Linked DNA regions of Mus musculus: regions 2 and 3 are each linked to region 1. A link is a contact called in public HiChIP or PLAC-seq data. All regions are on one chromosome and are shown on one strand. The core of a region is the stretch at or near the end of the contact, and the rest is flanking DNA. Distances in the headings are between cores, read along the strand shown. Region 1 overlaps Fat2 (FAT atypical cadherin 2). Region 2 holds the start of Sparc (secreted acidic cysteine rich glycoprotein). Region 3 holds the start of G3bp1 (GTPase activating protein (SH3 domain) binding protein 1).

Region 1 (3,293 bases), core at 774-3,273:
GATCTCCGTGACCTTGAGGAATATGCCTGCCTCTGACCCCTGTCCCCAGTGCTAAGGTTACAGGAGTACCCCACTCCCTACGTTTTATGTGGGGCCTGGGGGTCCAAACCCAGATCCTCATGCATTTGTGACAGGCTCTTTACCCACTGAGCCATCTCCTCAGCTCTCTCCTCTAGCTTTAAAAATAATTATTTTATGCATTATTATTGTATTGTGTGTATGATGTGATGGGAGTTGGGAGGGTGTTCATTTTGGGGGGGTCATAAGACAACATGGTGAAGTCGGTTTTTTCCTTTCACCTTTCTATGGGTTCCAAGGATAAAACTCAGACTTTAGGATTATATGGCAAGCATATTTCCCCTCTGAGCCATCTCATCAGGTCTCTAGCTTTTAATCTTAATTTTCCTTACATGTCTCTTTAAAACAAACAAGCAAATAAACAAACAAACCAGAAAGTGATGTAACCCAGGCTTACCTTAAATTTACTATGAAGCCAAAAGGAATGAACCTGAGCTTGGGATTCGGAATACTGAATACTGGGATTACCCAATGAGTCACCCCAGGTGGTCTCTCATTTTACCCCATCTCCTTTTCCCTCTTTGCTCCCTTCTCTGCCTCCCCGTCTCTGTATGTTTTCACTTGAGTCACTTCTTGCCCTCCCACCTCACCTCCCCCACGTCTGGATCTAAACACTCTGCCTCAGACTCCCTCTTTTACCTTTCTGTCTTCAGCTTCTCTACACTGGCAAGGTCCGTGAGGACGTCACCCCCGGACACTTCATCTTGAAAGTTTCTGCCATAGATGTAGACATGGACACCAATGCTCAGATCACATACTCTCTGCATGGACCGGGGGCCCAGGAATTCAAGCTGGACCCTCACACAGGTAAATCTCTGAGTTGTGGGACAAAGCCAAGAACATGTGCTCATGCCATGGTGGGCTCTTCCTTGAAATAGGAATTCACTCATCCACCTGTCTACCCATTAGTAGATACCAGTATCTGGGGTGCAAGAAAAGGATGGGTGAGTTCAGATCCAGTTCTTTATAATCAATCCAAGAGGAAAAGTGATTGTTGGGTCAGTGGCTGGCAGTGTGCTGAGTTAGGAACAATGAAAGGTTCACACCTGTACTCTCAGTGAGGAGAATCGAGAGTTTAGGGCCAGCCTGAGTTACATAGTGAGTTCGAGACTAGCTGGGGCTATAATATGAGATCTGTCCCCAAACAAACAAACATAGGAGAAGAGGAGAAGGGTAGAGGGGAGACAGCAACGTTGACAGAAGTTGACTTAGGCTTAGGAGCCAGGTTAAATAAAGCCTCTTTGAACAAATGCCATTTTGTGTGGTCTTGAGCTCACATAGGAGTTAGGCAAGCATTCAGGGAAGGCAGAGAAGGACAAAGAAGGTAGAGAGAGAATGTCCTCAAGGGTCATATTTGGGGAAGAAGACACCTGACTGAGTGTACAGAGTGGAGAGAGAGAGTACAGAAGATGATGCCCTGAAGGCAGATGGGCTGATGCCCTTTTGAGCCAATGGAGGGTTCAGACTAGTAAGGGCCAAAATTGGTGCAATCTCAAGATTTGCACATTGCAAACTGGGTCACTGGTGCCCAAGACTTCAGTAAACACCACAAGCAGTAAAGCTCCTGGAAGCCTGACCCAGGCTAAGGAAGAACTCAATAGATGGGACAAATTGTCATAAGACCAGCAAGGGACCAAACATAGATAGGAAGTAGAAGCCACCACAAGGGAACCTCAAATAGCCATGCCAGGGCTGAACTGTGGAGGACTGTTGGTCAGAGAGGTAGGGATGAGCAATACCCCCAGGTAAGACCTTGTCCTGCTGCTCGCTGTGGGTAGTAGGTGGCCGGAGGCAGCCCGGCACAGGGACCAGCTGCCAACCCTTGGCTTGAATCCATAGCTCCAAAGATGACTCAGAGATTCTTGAGTAGGGAAGGGTAGGTGGCGAGGGGTGGTGGTGGCAGTGACAGCCATGTCCCAGGAAGCTGCCTGGGTGGATCCCAGACCATATTGTCCTTCCTGACCCCAGAGCGGCATGTTGAGTGACTTGGGAAGCTCGCCTTCTCTCTGCTACTGTTTGCTCAGCTGCAGGACTTCCCATGAGGACTTAAAAGAAAAACAAACTGGGCATTTTTTCCAGAATATGAAAATGATGCACGCTCGGTATACAAGTCTAAAAACACCACAGGTATGCAGCCAGCTGGAGTCAGAAAGCAGCCTACACAATAATCCCTCACCAAAGCCTACTCAGGGTGTAGCCAACCAGCTCGCCTTCCCGTGGACCTCCAAACTCTCTCTGTAATTGTTTCTCTGATGGAAAATTTGCTGTTCTCCCTTAGTGATTGCTTGCAGGTGTTTGCAGGGAAGACTGTAAAGTTGTTTTTAGTGATTCCTGATGCTACTTTCTTAGTTTCATTTCTCTGGCTGTGATAAAGTACCCCAATGCAAAGAAAATGAGGGTAGGAAGGGTTTATTATTTCAGCTCACATCACTGTGGGGCGTCAAGGCAGGAACTTCAAACAGCTATATATATTCAAACAGATATATATATACACACACATATATATATATATAAACAGCTATATATTGACGTCTATAGTCAAGAGCAGAGAGGGATGAATGCATACATGCTCATTTGTGCTCAGTCGGCCTTCTCCCACTCTCTCACACAGTTCAGGACCCCCTGCCTAGGGAATGGTGCCTCCCACAATAGGCCGTGTCTCCCCACAGTTAATTTAAGAAAATCCCCCACAGACAAGACCCTAGGTAAACCTTGTGTGGAAAGCCCCTAATTAAGACTCTTTTCTCAGGTGATTCCAGTTCGTGTCTAACTGAAAACATCACATATTACTTTACTATACAACTAAAGCATATTAATCAATTTCTATTTGAAAAGCATATAGGGTGATTTAAGTATGTCACTATTATAAGCAATACCTCAGAGAATATCTTTATACATGTGTTTGGGGGTTTTCTTGTTTTATTTTATTTTTATTTTTTTTGTGACAGTTTCTCAAAAAAGCTATGACTGTCCTGGAACTCAGCATGTAGATGAGGCTGACTTTTAATTCACAGAGATATACCTGTCTCTCCCTCCCTAGTTACTGGAATTAAAGGCATGTGGGACCACATTCATATATACATTATGTATCTTTATCACTGGGCTAATTATTCTGTGGGATTTGTATATATTTACACATATATAAATATATAATAAATGTATATGTTCTATTTTATATAATATATATTGAAAGTTTCTGTGGACATAAACAGTAA
Region 2 (3,271 bases), core at 126-2,625, 150 kb before region 1:
AGGAGTGTGGTAGATGAGGGCGTGGCAGGGAAGGCAGGGATCCTGGTGTGTATAAGCTTATCTCTAGACTGTTCTTTTACCTTCTCCAGTCCCCTGTTATCCAAACTCAATGGCTGCTTCGATATCTACGCTTTCAGGAAGTTTCTGCTGATCTGACCCCCTGGGAGAAGCCTTGGGGTCTGCATCACTGAGGAAGTGGTTCTGCACATGAGGTGCATCCCTTTAGCCACACCCCAAACTCCTGCCACCACGTCTATTCTGGTACCTCCCCAGGTAGGCAGGCCCAAAATGTTCAGTCAAGAGCTGCTGCATAGATGAGGAGTGTCCATGTTCCCCAAAGAAGAGTGGGGCTGAAATGTAGACTCAGCGTTCTCAGACCACTTTTGGTCAGGTGTTACTGGGTAAGCTGTTTGCCCTGCGTGAGCCTGTGCCCCTGTTATTAAAATGGCCTCTTGGGACCGGAGAGATGGCTCAGCGGGTAAGAGCACTGACTGCTCTTCCAGAGGTCCTGAGTTCAATTCCCAGCGACCACATGGTGGCACACAACCATCTGTAATGGGGTCCGATGTCCTCTTCTGGTGTGTCTGTCTGGGCTGCAAATGCAGCTTCATTGGTAGCATGCTTGCTTAACAATCATTAACACCCCCCCCTGCCCCCCCCCCGGCCCCGAGGTCAATCCTCAGCACTAAATAAAATAGTCATGGTAGGTAGCACACACATGTAATCCTAGCACCCTGGAAGTAGATAGAAGTAGGAAGATCAATAGTTCAAGGTCATCCTCAGCTACATAGTGAGTGGTCAGCCCAGGCTACGTGCGACCTCTTCCAAAACCAAACAACACCTAAATGAAAGGCCTGTGGCTTCCCCACCAACCCTGCTATTGCTTCTGATCTGACTATCAGTATTATTGCTCTGAGTTTGTCAGGTACTGACAGCGCAAGTCTTCCAGCTTAGTTCTAATCCTTCACGTACCCGTGGTTGGTGCCACTAGACCTAGAGGGGACTTCGCCTCGTTATCAAGGATGATGCCACCAGTATCACCAGTGGCAGCTTGTTTTGTTGGCACTGAGAAAACTGGGTACTTTTGCTCCCCCACTGCCATGCCAGCGTGCACTCTCTGCCTTGCTGTACATTGCTAAGCCCAAGAGAGTGCTCAGGCAAGTTCACTCGCTGGCTGTGTGTAAAGTAGGACAAGGGGCTTAGCCGTGCCTCTGTGACTCTCTCTCTCTCTCTCTTCTCTCGGTTAATGTCTAGGACTCTTCAGTCAGCAGCCTCGGCTCTGAACAAGGCCTGGCCTGTTCTAGGTGATTCCAGCAGCTGTTCCAGCCCTGACCCTCATGTCTGTTTAGGCAGGAGCCCCAGAACAGATGAGACAGGTGGGGCCAGGGTGTCTGGGTAGCACACAGCCTACCACAAGGCAAGGAAGGGAGAAAGAAAAGACAGCTTTGGTTCTGGGGAGAAGGGGGAGGCAGGCCAGGGGAAGGAGGAGACAGAGGAGGAGGAGGGCCTTTGAGTGGAGGCGGAGGGTGAGACAGACCCTGCCCAGAGCTCCAAGAGGCTTCCTGCTGCTCGCCTCTAAACCCCTCCACATTCCTGCAGCCCTTCAGACCGCCAGAACTCTTCTGCCGCCTGCCTGCCTGCCTGCCTGCCTGCCTGCCTGTGCCGAGGTATGCACCTCCCTGTCAGCCCCTGCCCTTCTGTAAGCTTCATCATCTCCTCTCTGCCCCATCCCCATGACCAGTCTCAGGGGGAGGTGAGCTGGAAACCTGTTGCTCACTCACAGGGGAACTTGTTGTCTCTGTAGCACTGCAGAAAATAGCCATGGTTTGCGGGGACCGCTTTCTCTGTGTTCTCTGGTGGCAGAGGCTACTGGTCTGTCCTCTGTCACCCTCGGAGGCAGCTGCCTCCTTTTCTGAGAATCCGATCCTCATTTGCCCATCATGACTGCCAACCCAGAGAAAATCTGGCTGGCAGCCTGTTGGGTCTGGCTTCCTATTCTGGGAGAACAGACATCCAGTTCTGGGTCAGAGCACTGTTGTCCAAATGGGACTTTGCAAGAAGGATAAACAGATCTGTAAACAGCCAAGGCAAGACATTCCCTTTAGTCAGTTCCTCTGGGAAGGCTCTGGTCCCTTCAATCTCTGTCCACCCCCACCCCATCACCCCGTGGCATTTCAGTCAGTCTGAAATGCCATTGTCTCTCCCAGCCTGGGGTTGCCATTGTTCCCAGCCTAATTCTGAGAGGTGGTCATCACTGGCATTAACATTGCTTCTACCGTATCTAGACATCTGAGAAAGCCAACAATTTGATACAATCCAGAGACGACAGGGAGGAGGGTGTGATGGGGAGGAGGGAGACAGAGAGATATAGCTCCAGGACACTTTTCTTGCTACTACTGAATCTATCCAAGACTCAGCCTGTTGAAAGCTTGTCTGCTCCAAGCTGTTCTGTAAACTTCCTGTGACTCCTAGAATGGCTGGAAATAAGCCTCACCTAAGGGGGACAAACAGGTATCAGGCATCTGCCTCAGGGACAGACAGCACACCTGCAGGGAGGGAGTGTCTCCACTGACAACTCTTTTAAGTTTCTAGAACCTTCCTAGTGTAGGGAGTGGAGTGAGATGCGGACCCTACATGAGGTAACAAGCTTTAGGCAATTTGTGGGCGATCTCACATAGCCATCTCCCCTGAGTGTAGCCTTCCTGTCCTAAGGAAGAGGGATAGCTTTTGGGGTACCCGAATTCCCCTAAGACTTCCCAAGCAGGGTCACTTAATTGAGCCTATAAAGTGGTCTACGAATAAGCAACTTCAAAGAGTCTCTGGAATTAGTGTGTGTATGTGAGTGCGCGTGCATGAGTGTTTCTGTTTGTGTTTAAGAGATGATGGGTGTCCACAGCTTTTAGGTTTAAGATATTCCCAAACAGATGCAGACCCCCAGAATGGTGTGACGGTGTAAGGTGTAATTCGGAAATAGAAACAAATTTGTATTTGCCAAGGATTAAACCTGAAAGAAGTGGTTGAGGGAAGAGTTAACTCTGGTTAACTTAGCCATCGGCTGCCACATCGACAGAGCGGCACTGAGGGAGGGGGAGGGGGTGGGGTGGCTCTGGGAGAAGGAGTCAGCTTTTGAAACTTTCTCCAAGCCCCACCCACCAAGAGGCTCTTCTCTCCCGTGACTCACTCCGAGAGGAATGCGAGTTGCCACGGCAACCTCCCCCACCCCCCCACCCTAGGGTCTCTGCGTACTGGCTGGGAGGGGACTCTGGGAACG
Region 3 (3,106 bases), core at 606-3,105, 190 kb before region 1:
CCTCAGTAACACTACCTGGACTCAAACTTCCCAAGTTAGAAAGCAGGTCACTGCCTTATTTTAAAAGGTGATGAATTACTAACATTCGCCTACCCCTCCGTGCAGGTTAAGTAGAACCCGTTCCAAGGAAACAATGTTATATTCAGAAGCAAGGCAGTTAAATTCAGCATGCATCCCCACAGCGTTTGGTTCTTCGTTGCCACTTTGTTAAATGTCAGTGGTCTTTAACTTTTTGCAAGGATGTGCCCCTCAAGAACTAGTCCTGAAACTTCTGTTGTAGTCTTCGATGTGAAACATCTGCCATTTAACGTGCTTTCTAGCCAGGGGTTAAAGGCAATCCTCAGCATAGAAAGATAGGCTGACCACAGATCCTTGAAAATAGCTTTGCAACCCGTAGAAGTCAAACCAAGTAAGTACTAAAATAAATTACTCGGTTGGGCTTAGTGGAGGCACCTTAACTCTTGGCACCGAGAAGATTCTGAGATCCTCTTGAATTCCAGGCCAGGAAGGGCTCCACAGTAAGAATTTTTAAAAAAGGCAGTTGATCATCGATGGTTCGGCAGGAGACCTAATGGCTGTGCTTGCCAACAAACCCAATCGGTGACTGTGACCCACTGCACAATAACTGGACACTGGACACCATCCTCTCCCCAGCAATTTCAGATGTGACTTATTTTTGTGGCTCTGGTGACTGAACCCGGGGCTTCCTGTATTCCATGCCAAGTGCTCCACCTCTGCACTGAAGCCCGGGCCGGTCCTATCCAATTTCAAACTTTAACTTCAACTCTTGTAAGAATTTAAACACTTTGTTTCCTTGGACTTACGACCTTCTCAAACAAAGGTTTTTTTAATCTAAGTTTGTTCTGATTCACAACTAAAACATTCTAAGTTAAAAAGGGGTCTTGAAGAGTCAAGATCTAATGTCAGAGTTTGACTTCCTGTTGGCGGGAATTTCCCGTTACCTCGAGGTGCGTTTCGGACCTGCTGAGAGGCACACTCGATTACATTACACTCACTGTATTTTTCTCTATTTTTCCCAGAAGCTAACTTGGAGGCGCATCTATCTATCTATGTAAGTGCGAAGAAAGCTAAGTCTTCCTTTGTCATTCAAAACCCCACTCCTAATCTCTTCTCTGGAGTCCCCCACTGGCTCGCAGATGCCACCACGGGACTTCTTATACTGGGGTTTGCACCTCAGATTCAAGAGCTCAGTGGCCGATGGTGTCCCACAGCCACGTAGCCTGCACAGATGCCTGTCCTTTCCCTACAGAGGGCCTTGATTCCACCTCGTTCTCCTGTTGACTGGACCTACCTGATTGCACCCAGGTGACCGGGAAGGGCGGGAAAAAAGGGAACTCTCGGCATAGTGCAGGGGGAAACAGTGGGGGGATTGGAGAGATCACGTCTTGGCGTGGCTGTCTCTGCACCACTGAGCCCTTGAACCCGGGGTCGCGCGCCTCCGTTCTGCAACCCTGGGAGGCGCGATCACGCTCTCAGCTTGGGCTCCCCCAACCCCCATCCCCATATCCGAAGGCTTCCTTAGGGTCCAGGCCCAGCTATACCATCCGGAAGAGCCGGCGCGCGCCAGAGAATGCGCGTGGAGCACGCAGGGCCGGCCAGACGCGTGACGCCCGCCGTTGGTGCGGTGGACCACGCGCGGGCCCTAAAGCGCAGGCAGGAGGCCGCGCCGGCCGTTGGTGGGGGTGGGGACGCGCCGCGCGGTCTCCCGGGGCGCCCCGCTCGCGGCCGCAGCTCGGCTCATGCCCGGCCCGCATCCGATCAGCCCCACCCGCGGGCCCAAGTACCTGCGCGGCTGAGCGGGAGGACAGGGCTGCTACGTGGGAGGAGGTGGCGGCGTCCCTCGCGCGATGCCGCGGCACGCGTGCCCGCCGCCCGCTATATAGCCGCGCTCAGCCGAACCTGCTGCTCCCGGTCGCATGCAGGGACCAATGGCCGCCTCGCCACCGCGCCCCTTGGCTATGATTGGACAGCGTCTTTGTCTAGAGGCCGAGCTCCTGAGTGGCTGCCGCATCTGCCTATAACTGAAGGAGCTAGAGCCCAGATGGACACGAAACCTCGCCAATACTCAGATGGTCTATAAAAATGAGGGCGGGATGCACTGAGAGCGACACTCAGACAAGCCAATAGTTGCATGCACCCGTTCTCATTGGCTTACATTTCTTTTTCTGGGCGGAAACCCACTGTCCAGGCAGGAGCGGTTGATCCACAAGGTGGGGCCCGTGTACTTTGGGGAAGTAAACCCCATGCAACTAGGAGGTAGGCGCGGGCGGGGAGCAAGGAAGCCCCCAGCCAATCGCAACACCGAATGGAGCTGATTGACAGGGAGGGATGGCCCTCTCCAAAGGCAGCCCCAGGGCCGCCGTGCCCTCTGGAGCGGTTAAGAGGATGGACTAGCTGCGTCTTCCGTTCCCTTTCCTTTCTCTTCCTCTTAGGTTGAATCCTGTCCTCGAGGACCGGTCTCCCGCCTTCCCAGGCGACTCTGGTACCCGGGATCTAAGTAACAGTTTCCCGGGTTTTGTTTTTTTGGTTTGGTTTTTTTCTCTTCGCATCAAAACTTTTTTTGCATGCATTTCGGAAGAGCAGGAGCTGCTGACCCTTAGCATTACTCAGCACGAATGCAGTGGCGACCGAGGACAGCGAAACTGGCTTGGTCGGCACCCCAGAGCATACCGCGAGGCAGCCTCCCTGGCGTTTGGGAATGCTCTTGTTCCCGGGTGGCTTCCAAGCTGGCGTGCCCGGGTGGCTCCTGGACGTTTTCAGGTTTTCCAATCTTGTGATTGCAGAGACAACATCCCATCTTTGATCACCCTCTGGCTGGCGAAAGTTATAGGATGCGTCACCACCAGCCATTGTCACATGCTTTTCAAACTGAAATGGGAACTTTACCCAACTCCTAGGCAGACACGCCTAAGGTTCCCCCATAAAGGCTCCAGGGTCCAAATAGTAGTACCTCAGTCTGCTGCTGACCCCAACTCGGGGGGGTTTTGTGAGCCTTCTGGCCACCATGAGCATTTTATATTAAGAGCTGTGATCCAAATGCTAAACACAAACTAGACTAGTCTGTGTTCCCTGGAGGCAGGGAGAA

Evidence for each region. HiChIP or PLAC-seq counts read pairs in DNA pulled down with a chosen protein or histone mark.
Region 2: a FOXA1 HiChIP or PLAC-seq map of pancreatic cancer cells shows a contact between it and region 1. The contact joins the promoter of Sparc here to the enhancer-like site in region 1. A contact is called at or near these places in 1 of 39 promoter capture datasets (HPC-7-derived erythroid cells), 1 of 484 Hi-C or Micro-C datasets (bone marrow-derived macrophages), 1 of 115 datasets of contacts at active chromatin or transcription factors (pancreatic cancer cells) and 1 of 9 other capture datasets (pancreatic islet).
Region 3: an HNF4G HiChIP or PLAC-seq map of pancreatic cancer cells shows a contact between it and region 1. The contact joins the promoter of G3bp1 here to the enhancer-like site in region 1. A contact is called at or near these places in 2 of 39 promoter capture datasets (cranial neural crest and hippocampal neurons), 1 of 484 Hi-C or Micro-C datasets (pancreatic cancer cells), 2 of 115 datasets of contacts at active chromatin or transcription factors (bone marrow-derived macrophages and pancreatic cancer cells) and 1 of 9 other capture datasets (pancreatic islet).

Annotation. Positions count from the first base shown.
Region 1 is chr11:55,273,576-55,276,868 of GRCm38.p6, reverse strand. It overlaps Fat2 (FAT atypical cadherin 2), which reads left to right. Exons shown (of 23, transcript NM_001029988.2): 11 at 732-885. Among named protein-coding and RNA genes, the nearest start is that of Fat2, 37 kb to the left of the region's middle. Within about 2 kb of position 2,023, at least 21 of the 459 cell types and tissues checked have an H3K27ac peak or open chromatin away from gene starts, as enhancers often do. A contact at or near this core is called in pancreatic cancer cells, where this site is marked.
Region 2 is chr11:55,418,184-55,421,454 of GRCm38.p6, reverse strand. Sparc (secreted acidic cysteine rich glycoprotein) reads left to right here and starts at 1,375. Exons shown (of 10, transcript NM_009242.5): 1 at 1,375-1,667.
Region 3 is chr11:55,468,501-55,471,606 of GRCm38.p6, reverse strand. It overlaps G3bp1 (GTPase activating protein (SH3 domain) binding protein 1), which reads right to left and starts at 1,855. Exons shown (of 12, transcript NM_013716.2): 1 at 1,806-1,855.